Linked DNA regions of Mus musculus: all the other regions are linked to region 2. The links are chromatin contacts, called in public Hi-C and HiChIP or PLAC-seq maps. All regions are on one chromosome and are shown on one strand. Each heading gives the region's core, a stretch centred on a gene start, on an enhancer-like site or on the middle of the called end of the contact. The rest is flanking DNA. Distances are from core to core; before and after follow the strand shown.

The links. A called contact is a pair of places that touch in the nucleus more often than the background predicts. HiChIP or PLAC-seq counts read pairs in DNA pulled down with a chosen protein or histone mark.
Region 1: a contact with region 2 is called in an H3K4me3 HiChIP or PLAC-seq map of craniofacial prominence, with 4 times the contacts expected there. The contact joins the promoter of Osr1 here to the enhancer-like site in region 2. A contact is called at or near these places in 5 of 39 promoter capture datasets (the 3T3-L1 cell line, cranial neural crest, maxillary cranial neural crest and 2 more), 2 of 484 Hi-C or Micro-C datasets (embryonic fibroblasts and palatal mesenchyme), 1 of 115 datasets of contacts at active chromatin or transcription factors (craniofacial prominence) and 2 of 9 other capture datasets (adipose tissue and liver).
Region 3: a contact with region 2 is called in a Hi-C map of cranial neural crest, with 2.7 times the contacts expected there. The contact joins two enhancer-like sites. A contact is called at or near these places in 1 of 15 datasets of contacts at CTCF or cohesin (pro-B cells), 4 of 484 Hi-C or Micro-C datasets (Sertoli cells, cardiomyocytes, cranial neural crest and 1 more) and 1 of 9 other capture datasets (embryonic trunk).

Annotation. Positions count from the first base shown.
Region 1 is chr12:9,573,111-9,575,810 of GRCm38.p6, forward strand. It overlaps Osr1 (odd-skipped related transcription factor 1), which reads left to right and starts at 1,332. Exons shown (of 3, transcript NM_011859.3): 1 at 1,332-1,632.
Region 2 is chr12:9,337,718-9,340,417 of GRCm38.p6, forward strand. No RefSeq gene overlaps it. Among named protein-coding and RNA genes, the nearest start is that of Gm46323, 32 kb to the right of the region's middle. Within about 2 kb of position 1,389, at least 35 of the 459 cell types and tissues checked have an H3K27ac peak or open chromatin away from gene starts, as enhancers often do. A contact at or near this core is called in craniofacial prominence and second pharyngeal arch cranial neural crest, where this site is marked.
Region 3 is chr12:9,177,480-9,180,179 of GRCm38.p6, forward strand. No RefSeq gene overlaps it. Among named protein-coding and RNA genes, the nearest start is that of Ttc32, 150 kb to the left of the region's middle. Within about 2 kb of position 1,407, at least 11 of the 459 cell types and tissues checked have an H3K27ac peak or open chromatin away from gene starts, as enhancers often do.

The sequences.
Region 1 (2,700 bases), core at 82-2,581, 240 kb after region 2:
AAGCTATGTTCCATTCTAAAAGTTTGCGAATACCAAGTCTGTTTCAATTATGCAGGTGGGAGGAGGGATGTGGCCCATCCTCCATCATCACTCCCTATATTAGGAATCAAACTCCTGCTACCTCAAGAGATCACATGGGATCAGTCTTGCACAGTAAAGCTGAGGAGTAGGTGACTCTTCCAAAAGGACTGTTTCAATGTGTGAGAGTGGCACCTACTCCCCAGGAAGTGTGTGTGTGTGTGTGTGTGTGTGTGTGTGTGTGTGTGTGTGTGACAAGAGCCACTCTGCAGTAGTAACTTTGGGGCAAAGTCAGGAAGTCAGAAAACCTCACCATCTTCCATGAAAAAGCCAGGTAAGGCATTCCAGAAAGGTGGTAGGGAGGAATGACAGCTGACTGGGGTCAGCCTTAGGTCAGTTCCAGGGATCAATAGTAAAGAGGTATTTGGGGCTGTGTAAGAAGCAGACAGCAAGGATGTAGTTGTTCTAGGTCCCAACTCCCTCTACAAACTCCACCCAAACCAGCCCCGCAGGCCCAGGGGTCCCAGTGCCTTTAGCTGCTCTTTAAAACTCCCATCCACTCTAAAAAGAATATGTGATTGGAGCTTTAGAATGGAATTCCGGGGAGGTCTGCAGTTCAAGTAACTAGCTCTTCTTCTCCTCATACGCTCTGCCATGGACGTTTCTGTGGAACTCCACACCCCAGAGTCTGTGGTCAGCCATAGGCACTCGGATGTTATGGCTCGCGCAGTCAGTAATCTCTGTCCTTCCGCACCAGGAACCAGCCAGCTCTGCTAGAATCGCTGCCCAGGTCTCAAGCACTATTTGGTGTCAGGAGCGCTGCTCCACACCAGGAGTCTGTCACTTCTAGGAGGAAATCTTAAGAAGAGCGGCAGCGACTTTGTCAGATTACAAATTGAGTGTATGCCTAAGGTGCTGGTGTGGGGACACCCTAGGCTCCTATCCGCTTTCATAGGTGGTGCCACCATAGGTCCCAAAGCTCCAGAACAGAACTCCGAAATGCTCGGTTCTAGTCCTCTCTTATCCGTAAGATATGTTTCTTCTACTGCTTGATCTTATGTGTCTTAGAAACACACACACACACACACACACACACACACACACACAGAAAGTGTCGAGTGGGATTATCAGGGAGGGGACACCGGTCAGGAGAAGCAGAAGGCAGGCTAGCACAGCTGCCAAAGTCCGCTGCCCGGGTCAGCAAAACTTTGTTTCCCAATGCGCAGGCGCAGGCAGAGTTGGGGGGCAGGGGAGGGAGGGGAGAAATCGCACGGCAAGGGGAGGGGGGTTAGGGGGAGGTGGATTAAAATAAGTAGGCGGCTCGGTGCTAAGGGATGAGTGAGACGTAGCTCGGCCTCTCCCCAGCAAGTTCTCGCCGGCACTGGTTCAGATTCAGAAAGGGAGCCAGGAGCGAGGCTCAGCAGACCCCGGCGGGTAGAACTCCGGGGCTGTGAAGCGCTCCCGCGTGTCCGACTCTTGGAGTCACCGCAGCTACAGAAGCGTCAGAAGTCTAGTTCGCCAGGGGTGCCAGTCGGCTCCAGAGTCTCTGGTCACTCAAGTCCAGCGCAGCGACCCTCACAGACGCGCTCTGCCCTGGGACCGCGGCGGAACAAGGTAACTGCAGCCCTGGGGCGCCTGGGCTCAGCGAGGCGAAAGCCCGCAAGATTCACTTCTGGTTCCCTGTTGTAGCTGGTGCCTCCTCTTTTCAGTGTCCTCAAAGGCGGTTCTTTTGGCCAAAGGAAGGCTGCAAGATCTCCGTGAAAGTGAGAGCAGTTGCAACGTAGAGTTGATGGGGATGCTGGTTCAAAGACTTCTAACTCTGGGTCCTTGTTGGCCTCTGACCTCGGGAGGAAGGAAGGAGACAGAAGGGCCTGAGCCATTGAGTGCAGCCGTGTTTGGCTAGCTAGAATTCCAGTATTCTAGTAAGGTGCCCACAGATTTTATAAGGCACTCTGCAGGCTTCCCTTAAGAAACTAGAGCAACTTCAGAGAACACAAACTTTTTTTTTTTTCCTGCAGGGTGCCTTTTAATTCAGACTTATCCCCCCTTAGCTGAGGAAGAGGGGAGAAAGTGTTGATGGTCATAACCTAAGCTTTCAGCATCCTGGACAGGTGCATTGCCCCAACTCTGTTGGGCTTTAAAACGAATTCTTCTTTTGCAGAGTTGTACTTTAGACTCGAAGCCTTCAAACCCCAGGACCACAGGGCTGCTGCGAGTCTGACATCCACCTCACAATTGGACTCTGCTTGGGATGGTCTCTATTAGAGGGTTTCAGTGTGTCCCCAGGCCTGCAAATCATAACCTTCGATTGTCTCTGGTGTAGGGAGAACTATGCTGGGGGTGGGGGACACAAACGAACATTGTTTTCTAACTGGAGAACCGGACGACCCAGAAGCAGAACAATCAGGAGGCTGCAGATACCTCTAGCGTGGGGATTCTATTTTGCTCCTTTGGTAGTAGCCTAATCCAGGTTTAAGGGGAAAAGATGGGAAGTCAAAATGAGAGAGACAAGGGCGGCTGCTTGCTGAAGGAATCTTACCTTCCACCAGCAGTATCCTTGATTAAAAACCAAAAAACAAACAAACAAAAATCTCCCGCGTCCTCCCTCAACAGCCCCTGCTGCACAAGCCGGGTGGGCTCCGGAGCAGAGGTTAGCAGCATAGGTTTCTTTGTCGCAATAAT
Region 2 (2,700 bases), core at 139-2,638:
GTCTTCAAAATTCACACTGCCCTTTGGGAGTTCCCACTAGTATATGGAACATAAGGATTCGGTACAATATGGGCATATTTGTACAGTTTTTTTTTTTAAAGATTAAACATGATACAGTACTGGAAGTGAGCACGGAAGATTGAGGCCCTGGGTTTTATGCTTTCCCTTGCTACAGGGGATGGAAGGAATATTGTTTCTCCTTAAAATGATTTATTTAAATGGGTAGGCTAGAATTCTACTTAAAACCCAGTGTCTGAATGCACCTGTTTAAGTCAGCTTCTTGTTCTCTCAGGTATTTAGGCATTGAATTTTCCCCATTAGGGGAGTGATTGACACTGTGGTCCTTACAATAACACATGATTATAACTCTGCAAATGGCAATTACATTCAATGGAAACCAGATGTTGCTTGGAATTCGACTCTTCTGGTTTCTTGGTGAAGTAGATGAATTTGTAAAGTAGAAAACCACAGTCATTACTCAGATGGACTGTACATGAATTAATGACATAATATCTAAATCATATATGGTTGAAAATAATGATTAACTTAAACTATCAAGATAAGCTAATGAAAAACAGACCCTTAAAAATTAAAGATGTGTTTTCTTCAATGTATTTTATTCATATGCTAATCATAAAACTACCCTGGTTTTGGTGTCTCTTCAGTCCTGAATAGAAAAAAGAACTTGTTTAAAAAAGAAGTCTTTTTTGGTGGTTCCCCTGTGGGAGGAGGTGGACAACTGTGATGGTTTTTCTTGGCTAGTGAATTTTTCTAGAGTCTGAAATCAATCTTTTAAAAATATATTGTTGTTAAGGACAGTTAGCAGTGTTTTATGCTGAATTACACACGTTATATTGCTAAGGACATATTCGGCATCCGAGGGACTGGCTTTTCATGTATGTACAAAGCATATCCGTTCACATACAACTTCTTTCTCTCTCCTGAGCCTGCAAACAAAGCACACATGCACACATTCATAGGTGCACAGACTCTCCTTCTCCCTGTCTCTCTCTTATCTTACACACACACACACACACACACACACACACCACTCAGTGATGCCTCCAGCCAAGAAGGCAAATTGGCATTTCAAATCCACCCACACTACCATTTCAAAAGCTCACAGCCTTGGGTTAGCACCCTCTGAGGTGGTTGAGTTTGCAAACCTTGGCCCATCATTTCCACTGTCATGAATTCTCAATGACATCATCACTGTAAAATTAGGAACTCTCTTTCTTTTCCTGCAGATGTGAAAGCTTGACATTGCATTCCATGGTCCCGTGCCACATTTCATCAGCGTTCTTCCTTCGCTTTCTCCAAAGCCCGTGGCCGCATGTGGTGTGTAGATTGCCAGTGCTGTTTGGGATCTCATATCAAATGCTGCTACTTAATCCCAGGCGGCCTTCCCCAAGCCCACACCTGCAGCTCATTGAATCCTCCTGGAGTACAAAGGGCTGATTTACAGCACGAAGGATCCAGGCACTGGTTGCAGCTGGAGCTCCAGCAGGAAAAGGAAGTTGTTCATCATCTTGTGTGCATTTCATTAACAATAGTGTACCCGATATGTAGCTCATAGAATAATTTCAAGTCACTGACAGAGAGCATTATGGCATTTGGCATTACTAGGAAAAAATACTTCAGGATGGGCAAATTAAACGTGAGCGCGAGGTTTCCATGAGACCCCCTGGAACCGCATTCACTACTGTCTGATTCTTTGGGCTTTACCCCGCTTCTCATTCTTTCCCTTTGTCGTTGGAGCAGTCTTAGGGTTCAACTGGGATATTGCTAGCTTTCTGCTTTGTTTTAGGTATTAACAACCAGGAGCTTCGAGCGAGCTATGCTAAGCCAACCACTTGATGTATGTTTATTTGTTGGGGTGGCAGTTGCCGTGGCCGAATGAGACATGCAGTATGTATATTTCTCTTCTGAGAGTTCACCTCCATGTGTGTTAGTGAGTCCCAGTCTGATGCTGGCGATGAGGAGTGAGGATGGTGGAGACAAAGAAGGTACAGATGCCAAGAGATTATCGTATGGCTGAGCTTCCTCTCTCAGCTCTTAGGCCTGTCTTCTCTGCAGCCCAGTATCAGCCTCCAAAGAGGGGATCCCTATCCACCAAGGGGCTGGCTGTCCAGTTCTCTGCAACTCCACTTGTTCTACGGGAGTATCTTGCAGTTGAAGGATCTATTAAGGAGACCGAAGGCCTAAACCTAAGCTTACTTCAGAACAAAATCACTTCAGAAGTGGTGCAGGATGCTCACTGCATTTGGGTCAATGCCCTGCACGATGGTTGAGTGATGCACAGAATAGAAAGGCAAAGATGGATTTATGGTGGCTGTTGGCACTTTATTTCTAGAGGACAAAATCAATAAAAATCGCCCTGCTTGAGGGAGAAGGCTCAGGGAGGCAGAAGCAAATTTCTTTTCACTTTGTAATGGTAAACAAACCGGGCTCAGAGCAGTATCTGATGTGGCTGCACAGAGCCTGGTTTCCAGTTTCTCTTGATGTGTCAAATGTATCCCTTATGTGAATCATGGTTTAAAAATACTTGTATGCAGTGGGTTTGGGAAATCAATAAGCTTTTATGATGCTCTCCTTGCTTCACATAATTTCTGATTTCAAAAGAAAGCCTGTGTATTCCTTTAAGTTGTTTATATATTATGTGTTTCAAAACTAACAGCTCTTCCAAGAGTTTCCCCAGGA
Region 3 (2,700 bases), core at 157-2,656, 160 kb before region 2:
CTTGTGAGCTTTCCACGTGATCATGTCTGGGTCAAATAGACCTGGAACATAGGGGATAGATGTACAGGTAAGCAGTGGTATATGGCACACAGTAGATGCTTAATGGATTCCTCTATCTTGAAGAAATCAAACGCCAGCACAGGCCTTTTCCCTCGTGGGTTATGTCTGAGCCCTGAGCTGTGCTGTGACCCTATGTAGTAGCATCACAGTTGGCAGAAGTCTACAAAAGGCAAAATTCACTTCCTCAGCCCTCTCGCATCTCTGTGATGCCAAAGAATATTGCCAACTATAATTATTTGGATCTAAAATGTGTCCCCAAAGCCTACTCAGAAAGGATTAGTCTCCAGAAATTTAAAAGGTAAGGTCTCGTGAAAGATTTTATATCACGAGAGGTATTCCCCTTGAAGTGAATATTGGGACACTGACCCAGTTCTCTCTTACACATCTCTGCTTAGAAGTGTATGATTTTGCCACCTATACTATCACCATGACACACTGCCTTGCCACAGGTCCCAAGCAACAAGACCAACTGGGCATGGATCAAAGCCTACAGGACAGTGAACCTTTCATCTTTTAAAGTTGATTATATTAGGCCCTTTGTTAGAGTAATGCAATGTTCATGGAGACATTTCCTCTTGGCTTGTATGCTCCCAGAAACCGAGTCCTTACCTGAGTTGTTCTGAACTCTATAGACAGTGCCTGGGGCAGGACAATGTCTTTGGTGGGAGCTCTCATGCTTGTGGATAATAGGCATGGGACTTTGCATAATGGAGATCACAGTGGTTGATTCATGCTGTCTGGGGCACTATAAGCTTCCCTTTCAGAGTTCCATCTGAGTTGGGAATACCCCAGCACAGTCCAGTTGAGAGAGTGATGGATGGGATGGGGTTAGGGGTGGGGATGGGGATGGGGGTAGGGGTGGAGATGGGGATGGGGGTGGGGGTGGGACGGGAGTGGGGGTAGGGATGGGGATGGGGAGGCAGGGTTATATATAGAGGAGGGAGGCAACCATTACTTCCTCTAGGCAGATGGACCCTCGGGTCAGCCTGAAGACCTCTGGCTTCTGCACACAGCAGAGTAAGTGGCCTGGAGGGTCTCATCCACGTGGCTAACAAGGAGCTTCCTAACTTTTAAAGTCCTCTTGACCCCTGGCCAGCTGTGGTCTATTCCCCAGTTCCCTGAGTTTGTTCTGAGCTTACTTAGAATATGCCCCCCCCTTCAGCTCTCTGAATGTTTGAAAGGAAGAGTGAAGTAAGTTGATCTTCTCTGCTGCTCAGGGTACAGGCAAGTTTAGCAGCCCAACCTTAATTATGCAGGCTGGGGGGCTCCCTGAACTTCCATGTGACCACTGCATAGCTGACACACAGTGGGACAAAGGCTGCTGGGAGTCCCAGGAGGGAAGAGCTCAGGTCCTGGGCATGGAATCTGACGGACGATTGTTATTGCAACGGGTCTGTAGCTGAATGACATCATCCTATCGAGAGCAGGGATTTTTTTTGTCAGTCTTTTAACACAAGTTTATGTTTTTCAGACCTTAAATCTGCAGGTCATTTTTTACATTTGCTATTGAGAGCAGATGTGGCTGATCCCTATCGGGTTCTACTGAAAAAATGACGGGGTCGCAGAGGGTCAAATACAGAGAGCCTTTCAATCTCCGTTATTATTTCCTCTACTCAGTGGCCTCAGCAGGAAGCTTATGCTTGGTAATGGTGGCCTTCATAATATCCTCATGCTTGCGAGTCCCAGGCCCTGGCCATGGGTGATTTTTACACTAGAAACCTCTTCTAGGCTCAGCTGCCTGATATGACAAGGAAGCCCTGGCTGAGAAGCAGGAAACCCAAGTTTTCAAACCTCAGCTCCCTGACGCATGTGATGGTCTTTGGATGGAATGGTCTGTGCTCTTGACTTTGGATGTCCTTGCGGATGGTGTGTGGAAAATCAGAGAGATGCCTTCATTAACAAGGATGCTCACTTTTTAACTGCCTTGGCATCTAGTAGGTTGTGCTGGTAGGACGGGTGGATTTGGGATCTTCCATAGGAGAACTGTGAAGAGTTTCCTCTATTCACATCTGTCACTGTCACACTGTCACCTATGATGACTTTTAAGGGAGGCTTTATATTCATGGGCCACTTGAATAGGAAAATTTCCAGCTTAGACTTGTATACATTTTTGGTATGCATGCATGCATCCAACTATCTGACATTTGTGGAGCAGTGGGGCATCTTCTCTTAACTTCTTATCATTACAGATATTAAGATGGACAAGTCAACCCTCTTCTAGAATTCATAGAAGATTTATTGAAGAGCGCAAGCTTGTATGATATAGGCAAAAGATGAGATGGGGATGGGGCACTTCAGCAGGCAGACAGAGAGTGGGGAGGTGAGGTTGAGAGGTGCCATGTGAAAGAAGGAACCCACAGGTCTTGCCACTATGAGGATTTCATGTGTGATAACACAACCTTGGCTCCCTCGGCCTTTTGCTGCCTCACTCCCAGTTGTATTGACAGAGCAAAGGTAGATGTATTCAGTTGGAGAGGGAAAGGGTTGAGGTATACATAGGTATGTGCATGGCATATGAGAACCTTCAGAAGCACTTAAAAATGTGAGCTTTGGGAGGAGAGATGGGAACTCTCATTAATGGAGACTATTAGTTGGTCCATTTACTTTTTAAAAATATAAGTATTCATCTACATAAATTCT